Linked DNA regions of Macaca mulatta: region 1 is linked to region 2. The links are chromatin contacts, called in public Hi-C maps. All regions are on one chromosome and are shown on one strand. Each heading gives the region's core, a stretch centred on a gene start, on an enhancer-like site or on the middle of the called end of the contact. The rest is flanking DNA. Distances are from core to core; before and after follow the strand shown. Region 1 holds the start of TCEANC (transcription elongation factor A N-terminal and central domain containing). Region 2 holds the start of TMSB4X (thymosin beta 4 X-linked).

Region 1 (6,703 bases), core at 532-3,031, 720 kb after region 2:
AGAATATCTGTTAATATATTGCTACTCAGAGACTTAATAAGGATTGAAAAGAGGTTTCCGCTGCACTAAGGGAAATTTATCAAAGAGAATTCCAGAGTATTGAAGCAGCTGAAAGATGATTTTAAAACAAAGGCCTGAAAACTATGCATGATAAATTATCACAGATGTGAGTACTTTTATAAGTATTCCATTTTTAAATTGCCCAAAAGAACCAACTTTTCAGCAACCTCTTTAGAATCCATTGGCAGCCCTAGATTCATTCCAGATGAACTGGGCCAGAAATTTCTACAGCAAAGGTCAGGGAGGTCCATTCACTGACCTCCCTTCCTTGCTCCTTGGCTATAAATTCTCACTTTTCCATGCCACATTTGAAGTTGAGCCCAATCTCTCTTCCCCACTGCAAGACCCTGTTGCAGTGGTCCCTATGTCTACCTCAATGGTCCTGAATAAAGTCTTCCTTACCATGCTTTAACAAGTGACAAGTGTCATTAAATAATTTTCTTTTCTTTTCTTTTTTTTTTTTTTAGACAAAGTCTTGCTCTGTCGCTAGGCTGGAGTGCAGGGCACGATCTCAGCTCACTGCAACCTCCGCCTCCTGGGTTCAAGCGATTCTCTGCCTCAGCCTCCCAAGTAGCTGGGATTACAGGCACGTGCCACCACGCCCGGCTAATTTTTTGTATTTTTAGTAGAGACGGGGTTTCACCGTGTTAGCCAGGATGGTCTTGAGCTCCTGACCTTGTGATCCGCCTGCCTCAGCCTCCCAAAGTGCTGGGGTTACAGGCGTGAGCCACCACGCCCAGCCAAATAATTTTTTCTTCAACAAGGTATTATATAATTCTTAAGTGAAAATTGCATTACAATTTACAATGGCAAACATTTTAGCCCTGTAATAGACAGCAAGATAAAAGTAACCCCTGACAGCTCTGAGCTGACCCGGCAGTCACAGCTGGGCCTTGGTGCTCCGTGGAACATAAATACTTCACAGAACACCATCAGACGTGACCACTCTTTGACCGGATGGATCAAGACAAAAACAAGACTCCTTTGTAATCACGTGGGAATGCTGAAAAAACATAAACATTGTCCAAACCACAAAAATGACCAAACATCCCCTATCCCAGTTAATGAGTTACTGGTCTTGTCTCCCCTCCTTTTAGGTAAGTTAATGAGTCACTGGTCTTGTCTCCCCTCCTTTTAGGTAAGATTTATTATGATACTTAATCATACAATCGCCCTCCTTTCTGCCAGCACCCAGTCCAGAGTATTGGATTGGATAATCTGCTTCCCTGAACCTTTCCCCAAATTACTTTGGAGTAAGGCATCAGCATAGGAGGCTGTCACATTCGTTCAACCATCACTGTGCTTTTACTGGCCCTTTGCAGGCAAAGAATGAGAATGTGCACAGATGAGAAGTCCAGGATGCACATGACCACTCAATTAACATTTACTACTTTCATATCAACTGTTGCATGCTAGGATGTTAAAAACACTTTTTGAATTAATTACTGCGTTAAATAGATTCACATTTATGTCTACGGTTATGTGAACATCTAGCTGAACACTGTCTTGACTGTCCTGAGTAGAAGCAGAACAGGTAAGTTGTAAAGTACGTCAACAACCTTTGCTGCTAAAAAACGAAAGTGCAGTTTCTTTCTATCGGGCCAGGGGCGGGGCCATAGCTCCTCCTCCAGGAAGCCGCGCGAGCCCAGTCCCACGGCCGCCGCCGTTCGCTCTACGCATGCGCCATTTCCCTAGTGCGCATGCGCCGGGTCCCAGGCCCACGTGCGCCAGCCTGTGGGCTTGGATTGGCTAAGCCTTGAAGTTGTCCCTGTCCCGGTGACCGGAAGTTCTCCGTGGACGCTGGGCGGCTGAAAGCTCCGGAACTGCGCCTGCGCTTTTCAGTGAGTCATGCTTCAGGTTTGCCAGGGCCTGTGTCCCGCAGAAAGGCGAGCCCTTGTTCCCAGCGGAAGCCCACCCCGGCTCGCGGCGGCTTTCCGGTGCGCCCTGGGCGGCGTAGGTCCAAAGGTGCTCTCACCCCCGCCCCTTCCTCTCCGACTGCCGAGGTCGCCAGAGTGGGCTGAACCCTCGGGACTGCAGCTGCTTGTGTGCTGGGTGCTGGGCCGTCATCCCAAGATGATTAGCGGCAGGCTTTGCATGTTGCTCGACCCCACCCACCGGAACTCGAACCCGGGTTAGACCGGGCTGTTGGGCTGGTCTCTTCCTCTCGCTGCACCTTTACTAGGGGTCACCATTAAGGGAAAGGGCCCTAGCGCAGTACTGAGTGGCAGTTAAGTAACCGCTACACCACTGCCAACATTTGGCATCATTTCTCTCCATAGAGGGCGGGGCTCTCTGTGAAGCTGGGGAGCTGTAAGTGGGTTAGGGCTAGAAAGTTACACTTTCTCTTTAGGCTTTAAAGAGATCTAAAGATCTGAACAGATCTAGGTTATTATTGACTTTTTACCAACTTCTGGAAACATTGTTTCCAGAACTTTCCTCTCGTTCTTCTCAGGGTTTAGGCCATTTTTGTGCAGATGTGTGCACCTTGCTTACTATAATATTAGCTAATCTTTGTAAGTTTTTATATGGATCCAATACCATATTTCGTGCCTACTTTTCCTGGCACTGTATAAACTTTTTGGTATAGGTATGCATCTAAGCATTATCCATATTAGCATCAGTTCTAGAACCGTGGTGTCCAATAATGATAGCCATTAGTTACATAAGGCTTGAGCACTTGAAATGTGGCTTGTCCGAATTGAGATGTGCTATAAGTGTAAGACAGTGAAGTTTGGAAAATTAGCATGAAAAAGAATGTAAACTATCTCAATTTGTTTATATTAATCACGTGTTGAGATGACTATTCTGGATATACTGGGTTAAATAAAATGTATAATTTCAATTTTTATTTTTTAACATGACTACTGGAAAATTTTAAATCATATTTGTGGTTTACATGTTATATTTATGTTGCACAGCCCTGCTCTAGAAAAGGGTCAACAAACTATGACCTGCAGCCAAATCTAGCCTGCCTGTTTTTGTAAACAAGTGTTACCAGAACAAGATCATGCCTATCCATTTATGTTATTTTCTGTATCTGCTGTTGCTGCTACAAGAGCAACAGAGTTGAGTAGTCCATAGAGATTGTATGGCCTACAAAGCCTAAAATATGTACCTTCTGATCTTTAACAGAAAAAGTGTGCTGACCCCCTGCTCTAGAACAATGCCTGGTTTGGTAGATATTTTTAAGCCTTTTAATTGTAGACTCACATCCTGTTATTCACACTTACTGTGTGACAGCCATAGTTCAAAGCACTTTATCAAGACTTTCATTTAATTCTCATTAATCCTAGGATGTTGGATTTCTCCCATTTTGTAGATGAGGAAATTGAGGCACAGAATGGTCAGGAAACTTATCCAACTTGCTCAGCACCCCTCATTTCTAGGAACTGGACCTGCTTGACCTTCTTTATGCAAATGTTTTGACCCCCCAACCCCTTTTGATTAGCCCACAGTGGGCACCATGGTTCTGGTGGTGGTGGTTGTTTTGTTTTGTTTTTTTAACAAGATATATTTGAACTAGAATTTTTTGAATTATTTTTTTGAACTAGAATCGAGATGGACTTGGTCTCCTGCGGAAGAAGCCGAGGAGCACTGGGCTTAGGTGCAATGAGTACAAGCAAGCTGGTGTGTAGTGAAAAGAAATGAAGCTCACAAGCAGAGAAGAGAGAGAGCATCCTGTATGCTCATCACTCATTTAACAACAACAAAAATGTGTTAAGTAATAGTAAGCACTGGCTGGGTGTTTGCTAGGTGTGTATAGGTGAATAAAACATGTGGATCTTCTCTTATGGTCTTGTGGGGAAGGCAGTAAAAACGTTTTTTAAATGTGATGAACACCCTGAAAAAAAAACATGCAAATTATTTACTGTTTTTAGCAGGTTTCCTCACCTGTAAGATGAAAATAAGCCATTATCTGTATTTCAGGAATATTGTGAGGATTGAGATGACAGGAGAGTGTATGTCCCAGAGAGTTGCTCAATAAATATATGTTGCCTTCCACTGTGAAGAGGTAAGTGAGGGGGTGAGTATCAGGGATTGTGTACATTATGACATTTAAAATATTACAGTTGTCATGTGTAATTTGTGGAGAAGGTTGTCAGCTGCATTGTTCACAGTAGGTGTTTCAAATCTTTTCTGACTGAATGAGACTCATCTAGAAAAAGCCAAAGTCAGAGTTGTCTGCATTCAGTCCAGGAGCAGAACCAGAGCTGTCTTTGGGGCTGATGGCAGCCTAACTGGGAGGTCCTGCTGGGGTGTGGAGGAGGGTTGTATGCCTGTGTGTGGTTTAAATCAGAGTCACCCTGGAGAGCTGAGCCAGTGTGCAGGCCCTACCCTCAGAGATCCTAATTCATCCTATCTGGAGTGAGGCCCTGCCATTGTTTGTTTTTGTTTTTTGTTGTTTAATTTCCCCCAGATGATTCTAATGTGCAATCAGGGTTAAGAACCACTAATGGTGGGAGATCAGCCAGGCTCAGGATGCTGCTTGAGCAAAGGCACAGAGCTGTGCCCATCAGTGGTTGAGAGTAGTCAAGAGGGAGGCCTGCTACGGCTCTTTTTGCCACTGGCCAAGAAGCTTTGGCTCCATCATGAAAGCAAGGGGAAACCTCTGAAGGGCTTTAAGCAGGAAAATGAGGGAATATCTTGCTGAGATCTGTACTAGAGGATGATCCCTCTAACAAAGTGCCAGACTCACTTTGTGAGTAGAGTGTAGAAGTAGAGTGAAGGCAGTGAAGAAGCAAATTGTAGCTGTCCAGATGATGGAGAGCCCAGATAGGGTTTGGTACCACCCTGTGTGTGTTTTCTCTAGCAGCCAGTGTCTGTCCACGTTGAAATACCACATGTGTTGTAACTGGCCAGTTTCTTGTCAGTATTACTTCCACTAGGCTATCAGCTCCTTCAAGGCAGAGACTGTTTAGGCTCAGCATCTAGCACATACTCTATCCCTAATATATATTTATTGAATGAACTATGTAGAACTAAGCTGGACATATGCCTTACTTTGTCTTTTTATAGCAATTGTCAGAATTTTATATCTCAATGGCTTCCACGTTATACCCTCCTAGGGCAATAAATCCTTTATATCCACATGATGGTCCCACAGAGGACTAGAAAGTTTGACTGGATTTAAATGCTATTAAAAATGTGGAAGGGAATGGAAAACAATATAGTGGGTCCTCAAAAAATTAAAACTAGAATTACCATATAATCCAGCAATTCCATTTTTTAGTATATACTCAGAAGAATTGAAAGCAGGGTCTCAAAGAGAGATTGGTATACCAGTGCTCACAGCAGTGTTATTCACAATAGCCAAAAGCTAGAGGTAACCCAAGTATCCATCGACATTTGAATGGGTAAACAAAATGTGTTATATATAGACAATGGAATATTATTCATTCTTAAAAAGGAAGGAAGTTCTGACACACGCTACAACATAGATGAACCTTGAGGACATTATGCTAAGTGAAATAAGCAAGTCACAAAAAGAGAAATACTGTGTGATTCCACTCACATGAAGTACCTAGAGTAGTCTCATCCATAGAGACAGAAAGTCGAGTGGTGATTGCCAGAGACTGGAGGGAGGGAAAAATGAGGAGTTGTTTAATGGGTGCAGAGTTTTCAGTTTGGGAGGATGAAAAGCATGCTGGACGTAAGCATCTTGGTGGCAGGGACTGTGTCTTTTCAAAAATCCATGGGCTCTGTTTTATAGCACTTGATATTAAATAATCATCACTGAACATGCACAGGCTAAGAACACTGAAGTGATTACAGAGAGAATTCTTGCAATCTTCCCAGACACCATCTGACAAGTGACATAAAACATAATGACCTTTTAGTAATTCTACTTCTTTTCTTTTTTTTTTTTTTTTTTTTTTGAGGTGGAGTCTCGCTCTGTTTTCCCAGGCTGTAGTGCAGTGGCGCGATCTGCAAGCTCCGCCTCCCGGGTTCACACCATTCTCCTGCCTCAGCCTCCCAAGTAGCTGGGACTACAGGCACCCGCTACCACGCCCGGTCTTTTTTTTTTTTTTTTTTTTTTTTTTTTTTGTATTTTTAGTAGAGACAGGGTTTCACCGTGTTAGTCAGGATGGTCTCGATCTCCTGACCTTGTGATCCACCCGTCTCGGCCTCCCAAAGTGCTGGGATTACAGGCGTGAGCCACTGTGCCTGGTCTAGTAATTCTACTTCTGTGAATTCACTTTAAGGAAATGAGAGATGTGGAGACCACATATGTAAGAATTTTCTTCAAACTTAGAGGAGAAACTGGAAGGCCCTCAAATAGGAGAATGGTTCAAAACTATCGCAAACTCCTAGGATGATCCAATAACATAGCCATTTAAAAATCATGTTTTTAGAGAATATTTAATGATGTGGAAAAATAGTCCTAAAGCTAAGTGAAAAAAAAAATCAATATGTAAAACTATATAAAAGATTAAACAGAGTTATACAAACCAGCAGATTCAAGATAATGAAAACATATGTCCATGCAAAAACTTGTACACAGGCCAGGCATGGTGGCACATGCCTGTAATCCCGGCACTTTGGGAGGCCAAGGCAGGTGGATCACCTGAGGTCAGGAGTTTGAGATCAGCCTGGCCAACATGATGAAACCCTGTCTCTACTAAAAATACACAAAATTAGCCGG
Region 2 (6,276 bases), core at 621-3,120:
CAGTCATCTCTTTCTCTTCCTCTCTGTTCCCACCTGGCCTCTATCAGTGTTCCAGCACAGTGGAAGGCTGCTTGCTACTGCACTGGAAAACTTCTCCAGACATTTCCAAGTTTGCATTCGTCCATCTCCTTTGGAGAATTGCTTCAGTGAGGCCTAACTCTTTCTGAGGAAAGGCCCTTGGGAGAAGAAGCCAGGAGAAGGTAGTGGCACTCCTTTGTCATCAGGAGACATTGGGAGGAAAGAAATGATTTTCGACAGCAGCTGGGCGAGGGGAAATGGAATCACAGAACCTGCGGAAACGGTGTCGGTACAACAGCAGCTGCCAGCTCTAAAGGCACCCTGCAAGATCTTTTCTGTGTTTCAACGATGAAGTGGACTCCCAACATGGAACAGAGGCGGGCGACTGATACCAGACAGGTGACATTCGGTGCATGCACGAACAGGTCCAGTGCCCCATTTGGAGGCCAGGAAGGCAGCCACCCAGCAGAGCATTAACTAGGGAACCAGACGGTCACCTGCCCCTGCTCACCCCCACCTCTTTCCTCCCCAGGAAAAAGGAAGTCGAAGTAGATGAAGAAACGGGGAAGTCCGAGCTGCTGGCAGTGGCATTCAAGGGTCTATATATAAGGTTGACTCTAATCCCCAGCGAGACAAAAGCCTGTGCCATAAAAATGATTAGCAAGGGGTTTCTAGAAACATTTCCCCAGGCCACGGAAAAGGAGAAGGAATATTTTGCACACTGCCTTGTTTCTTAGAAATAATCACAGCTAGGCCTCTTTATAACCGGGGAGTCTTTTTCCTTTCACACGCCATTTGCAGGCGCGTGCCATGGTATTTGTAACTAATTTTCAGTAGCAAGTGGGTCACTGGTATTCACAGAGTCAGGTGCCATTTTGAAAACTGCTTCCCTCTACCCGAATTTCTTATATTTCCAGATGCAGATGCACTTCAGAGATGTTCTAGTGCTGGAAACGCTCCCTTGAAAATATAATTTGATTTTTGAATTTCACCTTAAGATGTTAGAGATCATGTAACTGTCGTCTTCGGAATTCAACGCAGGCCTCCTTAGCCATCACTTTTATAATTTATGAAAATAAGGAAGAGGAAGGTAAAGAACTTCCTCATTGCCAGGCAGTAAAGTCAATGGCAGAGCTTGAGCTTGACTTATTTTGCTAAGAGGGAGGTGTTTTACCCTATAAACTCCAGACAAATTACCCTACACCCAGCAAATATTACTGTTGAGTGGTCACAAAAATTATGCTGCTGAAACAATATGGATGTTACAGTGATGAAACTTTCTCTTTTAAAATCACTTAAGGGTGCTTTACGTCCCACCCAAGGCAAGAGGAACGCCAGCGAGGAAGACAAAGAGGCCCGGGGTGGGGCGCATGCCCTCCACTGGTCTGAAAGCTGAGTCACAGGAATCGTACCCCTGCAGCCGGCCAGGCTCTCCAGCGAGAGACACCGCGCCCTTGTGTGGAGATGTCCACAGTAGACAAAGGCAGTTTCGCAATAAAAGAATGCCTGTCACCCTAGGTGCCACCCCGACCCTTAGTTATTATGCACTGGTCCCCAAGAGCAATTTTTGCGCTGCTGTTGCAAAAATTCATCGTAATGAAATAAACGTAAAAGGGGAAAATGTGTTATGAAGGAAGTGTTGGAGCGTGCTTTGCTCATTTATTTTTTTCGCCATGTTGTGGTTAGGGTGCACTAGTGGACCCCGGGTGGGGGTGGGGCTCCCCAAAAGCCTGGCAGGCCTCCGGATGCCGTTCCGAGACGCGGCGCGAAGGAGTTAAGCGGGCCGGCGGGTGACATCACCTCATTTACATAGGAGCGCCCATAAAGCGGCGCCCGCCGCACCCCGCCCGACAACTCGGTGGTGGCCACTGCTCAGACCAGACTTCGCTCGTTTTCGTGCGCCTCGCTCCGGTGAGCCCCAGGGCCCCTTCCTCCTTCCTCCTCCTGCCTTCCTGCCTCAGTCCCCTTCCCACGGTGCTCGCCCTTTCATCATCCGCTTCCCTGTGAAGGCATTTCCTAAAGCCGAGCCTGAGTGGTTCTCCCGGGGCAGGCTGCTTTGGGGAGCTGGGGGGGTGCGAAACACCCTAGATGCTGGGTAATGGGGTGGGAAAATCGATGATTTAAGAACAAAACCGAAAAACTGGCGTTTTGCCGTGCTGCTCGGAGGGGACCTTAAAAAATTTCTTAGTGTTTGCCCGCAAAGGTATTGTGCGTTGCCTGGGAGGCTGAGATGGGGGAGAACAGACAGGTCCTTTGTTCTGAGGTTCATCTCCCGAGCCCCGAGCCTCCTCCCAGTCTCGGACGGCTGCGCGGGCTGCATCTGTGCAGCCTGGCGGCGGTGGGGCTGTGCCATGACATTTTCACAGCCCTTCTTGCAGAGACATGTGTGCCAGGGATGCCGAATTGCCGGGAAAGCAGGCAAGACCGGCTTCGGGGCGCGCGGCAGTCGCTTTGTGTGCGGGGCTGCATTGTGGCGCGGGCGAGGAAGCGGGTAGGGCGGTGGTCGGAAGCTCCAGCCGCGGCCGCCGCCTTTGTGAGAGGACGAGAAAGCCAGATCCGGCCCGCATCCTTTGCGGAGAGGCCGCGGCTAGAAAAAGGAAACGCTTTTGCTGCCTGGGTTCCATTTTAAGAATTCTTGCCGATTTTTCCCACTTGAATTCGGAAGTGGGTTTCCTATTTCCTTGTCCTAGCCAGCCTTTAATTTTAAACGCTGTAATGAACAATTCGCATTGGTCAATTTCCTTTATTCTGCAAGATTCGGCTTTGAGAGGCATCCGCCCTCTTTGGTCCCCAGCGTTTTGAAATATGGGGAGGAGGGGCGCGGGGAGTGTCGCCCCTTTTTCTGTAGAAAGAGGAAGCTCGTGAGTGTGGAACGGCAGCGGAAGGAGGGCGAGAAGGGTTTTCAGGCTGCGGGTCGCAGGGCAGAAGCGCAGTTCCCAGCCCAGAGACACTGGGGGTGGGTGGCTCTTCCTCACGCTCGCTCTTGGCTTGCTCCCTGCAGCTTTTCCTCCGCAACCATGTCTGACAAACCCGATATGGCTGAGATCGAGAAATTCGATAAGTCGAAACTGAAGAAGACAGAGACGCAAGAGAAAAATCCACTGCCTTCCAAAGAAAGTAAGCTCCGACCCACCCCCATCTTTAGAAAGGCTGGGTGGGAGCGGCCGGTGGGAGGGCGGGAGGCTGGGAGGGGCCGCGGGAAGAATTCGGGAGGGGGGAGTGCGGGGGAAGAGCCGACAGCTGATGAATGTGGCTTGCAAAGGTTAATTAAAAATGGTTTTGCAGCCAACAAACACAGGGCTTTAGTAATTTAGTTATGGAATATTTAATATGCCATATTAATATAAAAACACATTTGTCCGTTAAAATATACTTCTATTTAGTATATTCAATATACATATTTTATTCCATTATGGAATACCTTGCAGAATGTTTGATTTGAAAAGATGCTTTAAATGAAAGCCCTTTATAGTAGTCTGTACTGAATCCTTTAATCATCTCCCTCCATCTTTTTTTTTCTTTTTCTGGTCACAGCGATTGAACAGGAGAAGCAAGCAGGCGAATCGTAATGAGGCGTGCGCCGCCAATATGCACTGTACATTCCACAAGCATTGCCTTCTTATTTTACTTCTTTTAGCTGTTTAACTTTGTAAGATGCAAAGAGGTTGGATCAAGTTTAAATGACTGTGCTGCCCCTTTCACATCAAAGAACTACTGACAACGAAGGCCGCGCCTGCCTTTCCCATCTGTCTATCTGGCTGGCAGGGAAGGAAAGAACTTGCATGTTGGTGAAGGAAGAAGTGGGGTGGAAGAAGTGGGGGTGGGACGACAGTGAAATCTAGAGTAAAACCAAGCTGGCCCAAGGTGTCCTGCAGGCTGTAATGCAGTTTAATCAGAGTGCCATTTTTTTTTTGTTCAAATGATTTTAATTATCGGAATGCACAATTTTTTTAATATGCAAATAAAAAGTTTAAAAACTTAGCTGGTGTGTCTGGTCTCTGGAAGGATCGCGGATGAAACCTTTGCAAAGAGGCCTAACCTCTTGGTCCACTGGGGAGGGACAAGCATCTGGTGACTGGATAAATTCCCTTATGGTGTAGAAATGGGTTTCACCCAGGTATGCAAAATACCTTGTCTATACTAGGTGATCATTTTCTCAGGCTGATTGAATTCCTAGTATGAGTTGTATGAGAACTTTAATAAAAATATATTTGCAGTTCTTACGGGTTTTGATAAGCTGACATTGCATTTATTGCACGTGCTCAAGAAAATGAAGGTGATAATTTACAGCACAGTATCTTATTTCAGGCATCAAATTGAACTTGGTTATTTAACCAAGTGCTAGTATTAACAGACGAGTAAAAATTACATTTTTAGCAGCTGCGTTAAGGAATTTAGGACTTTTGCTTACTCATTTTCTAATGGCCGGTTTCTATATTACAGTTCAATATTTACAATTGCTTTAATGAATACAGTTAACCATTAGTGAACATGATTTTAAATTTATTGAGTCCTCTTAGTTTGAATAATCTTTGGATTTAAAAGATACTTATTCGATCTTTTGGGTTTAAAGGACACTAGCAGGACACAGGTGAGATTTGTACTAAGTTTAAATCCAGCAGGAATTAATTGACTCACATTTAGGTCTTTAAGTCCTTGATAACTTCTCAATCATCGGAAGTTATTTTCGCTGATGGGTAAAAGCAAAGTCCTTGGTGCGGAAAGACGGGAACAACATCAATTTTTTAAGAGTTAAAAAAGATTTGTCATTCTATAAGGTCCTTAATGGATTCCTCGGTTCTGTAGGGAAGGGTGGAGAATTTTTTTTTAAATAAGCACCAATTTTATTAAGCCGAAACAGCATTTAAGAAGGCTTTTAGTTGACTGAATGCTCTGCAAAGCTAAATTTTACAATGCAAATGTCCAAGAAGTTAAACATTTTTCTCTCAAAACCGACTTATGAAAATACCCTCTTTGAAGCGGAGGGGTAGGGAAAATTGTTGATCACTATTAAACTGGTTGCTTTCATTTCCTTTGCTCAACACTTATTTTGAGAAATGCACAGGAAACCATTTACCTGTGGTTTAGACAATCAAGTAGACCATCAGGCTAGAAGCCTTGCTCTGCGTTGCAAGGGAAGGGGTGCGTACCCGCTGCTGCAGAGGCTGCTGCAAAACCTGAAGCGCCACAGCCCGCTCAGCTGGGTGAAGAGAGGAGTAAGCACAAAGGCTCTGGAGCCATCTCAAGATGGAGATGGGCCTGGAGCCCTGCAGTTTTCTTTTCTTGCCTATAAGGAAGGGTGTGGGCACAGTGCAAATGCCCAAGGCACAAAGAGAAACCATTCCCACGTAGGTTTTTGCTGTGTGCCTTTTTCAAACAATGCAAAGACGAAAGAAGATTTTAAGAAATTAACACAGCTCCAGAGTTCCTGTTGAAGAAGGAACATTTACGAAAAGGGATGATTCATGGAATAGAAGGCCTTTCTCTCCTAAAGGGACAAAGCTAAAACATAGCAAAAAATAAAAATAAGATAAAAAATCTGGTAAAGGTTGAATTCAGGCTGCTTGACGTGTGGAATGGGGAAATTCAGAAGCTTCTTCTGCCCATATCACACTCTATACACTTAACTGCTGCACCTGGGGATGGGAGAGACTCCATTTATTTATTTTCTAAATTTTCACGGGGGATTCTTTGTTTTTCCCAAGAGAGATTCTTCCCAGAAGGGCTGGGGGTATTTATGAATCAGTGTGGGGATATATGTTCCTGCTATGTAGGACTTGGGAGTCGACAGTATTTTTCACAGATACAAAGGGGACATTAGGTTTACCCTTAGAATGAGAGAATGTTGGGATTGAAGGAGACCCTATGACTGTTTCTCTTCCCCACAGGAGAAAACAGGCCAAGGTAGCTTAAGTAAGCCCTGAAGGTCACGCAGTTTAGTCTGGGATTTCTGCAAATTTTGAATTGATCAAGACAAAGCAAAAATAAAGGAAATAAAAAGAGACTAACTAAAGGACCTTTGAGATTGAGCTGGCTTCATTTTGAAATCTCGCAAATTTGTCAACCTTCACAGCCACATTTACAGCCTTCCAGTGGTTGGAATTTTAAAGCTATTTTTATTCTTTTGGGAGAACAACACAGCTTTTGGGCTGTGTATGCAAAGATTGAGTGTGTATGGGGGGGAGGGGGGATTCAAAATCTTAACAAACCTTGAGTCTCTCGGCTGTGTAAGAGACCCATTATAGTCAGAATCAGGTA

What was found. Hi-C and Micro-C count contacts between places; a contact is called where the count stands out from the background.
Region 1: a contact with region 2 is called in a Hi-C map of fetal cortical plate, with 3 times the contacts expected there. The contact joins the promoter of TCEANC here to the promoter of TMSB4X in region 2. A contact is called at or near these places in 2 of 14 Hi-C or Micro-C datasets (fetal cortex germinal zone and fetal cortical plate).

Annotation. Positions count from the first base shown.
Region 1 is chrX:13,299,284-13,305,986 of T2T-MMU8v2.0, forward strand. It overlaps TCEANC (transcription elongation factor A N-terminal and central domain containing), which reads left to right and starts at 1,782. Exons shown (of 4, transcript XM_077988142.1): 1 at 1,782-1,901; 2 at 3,988-4,072. The coding sequence starts at 4,050.
Region 2 is chrX:12,582,649-12,588,924 of T2T-MMU8v2.0, forward strand. TMSB4X (thymosin beta 4 X-linked) reads left to right here and starts at 1,871. Exons shown (of 3, transcript NM_001260557.2): 1 at 1,871-1,929; 2 at 3,020-3,135; 3 at 3,553-3,999. The coding sequence starts at 3,036. The coding sequence ends at 3,587.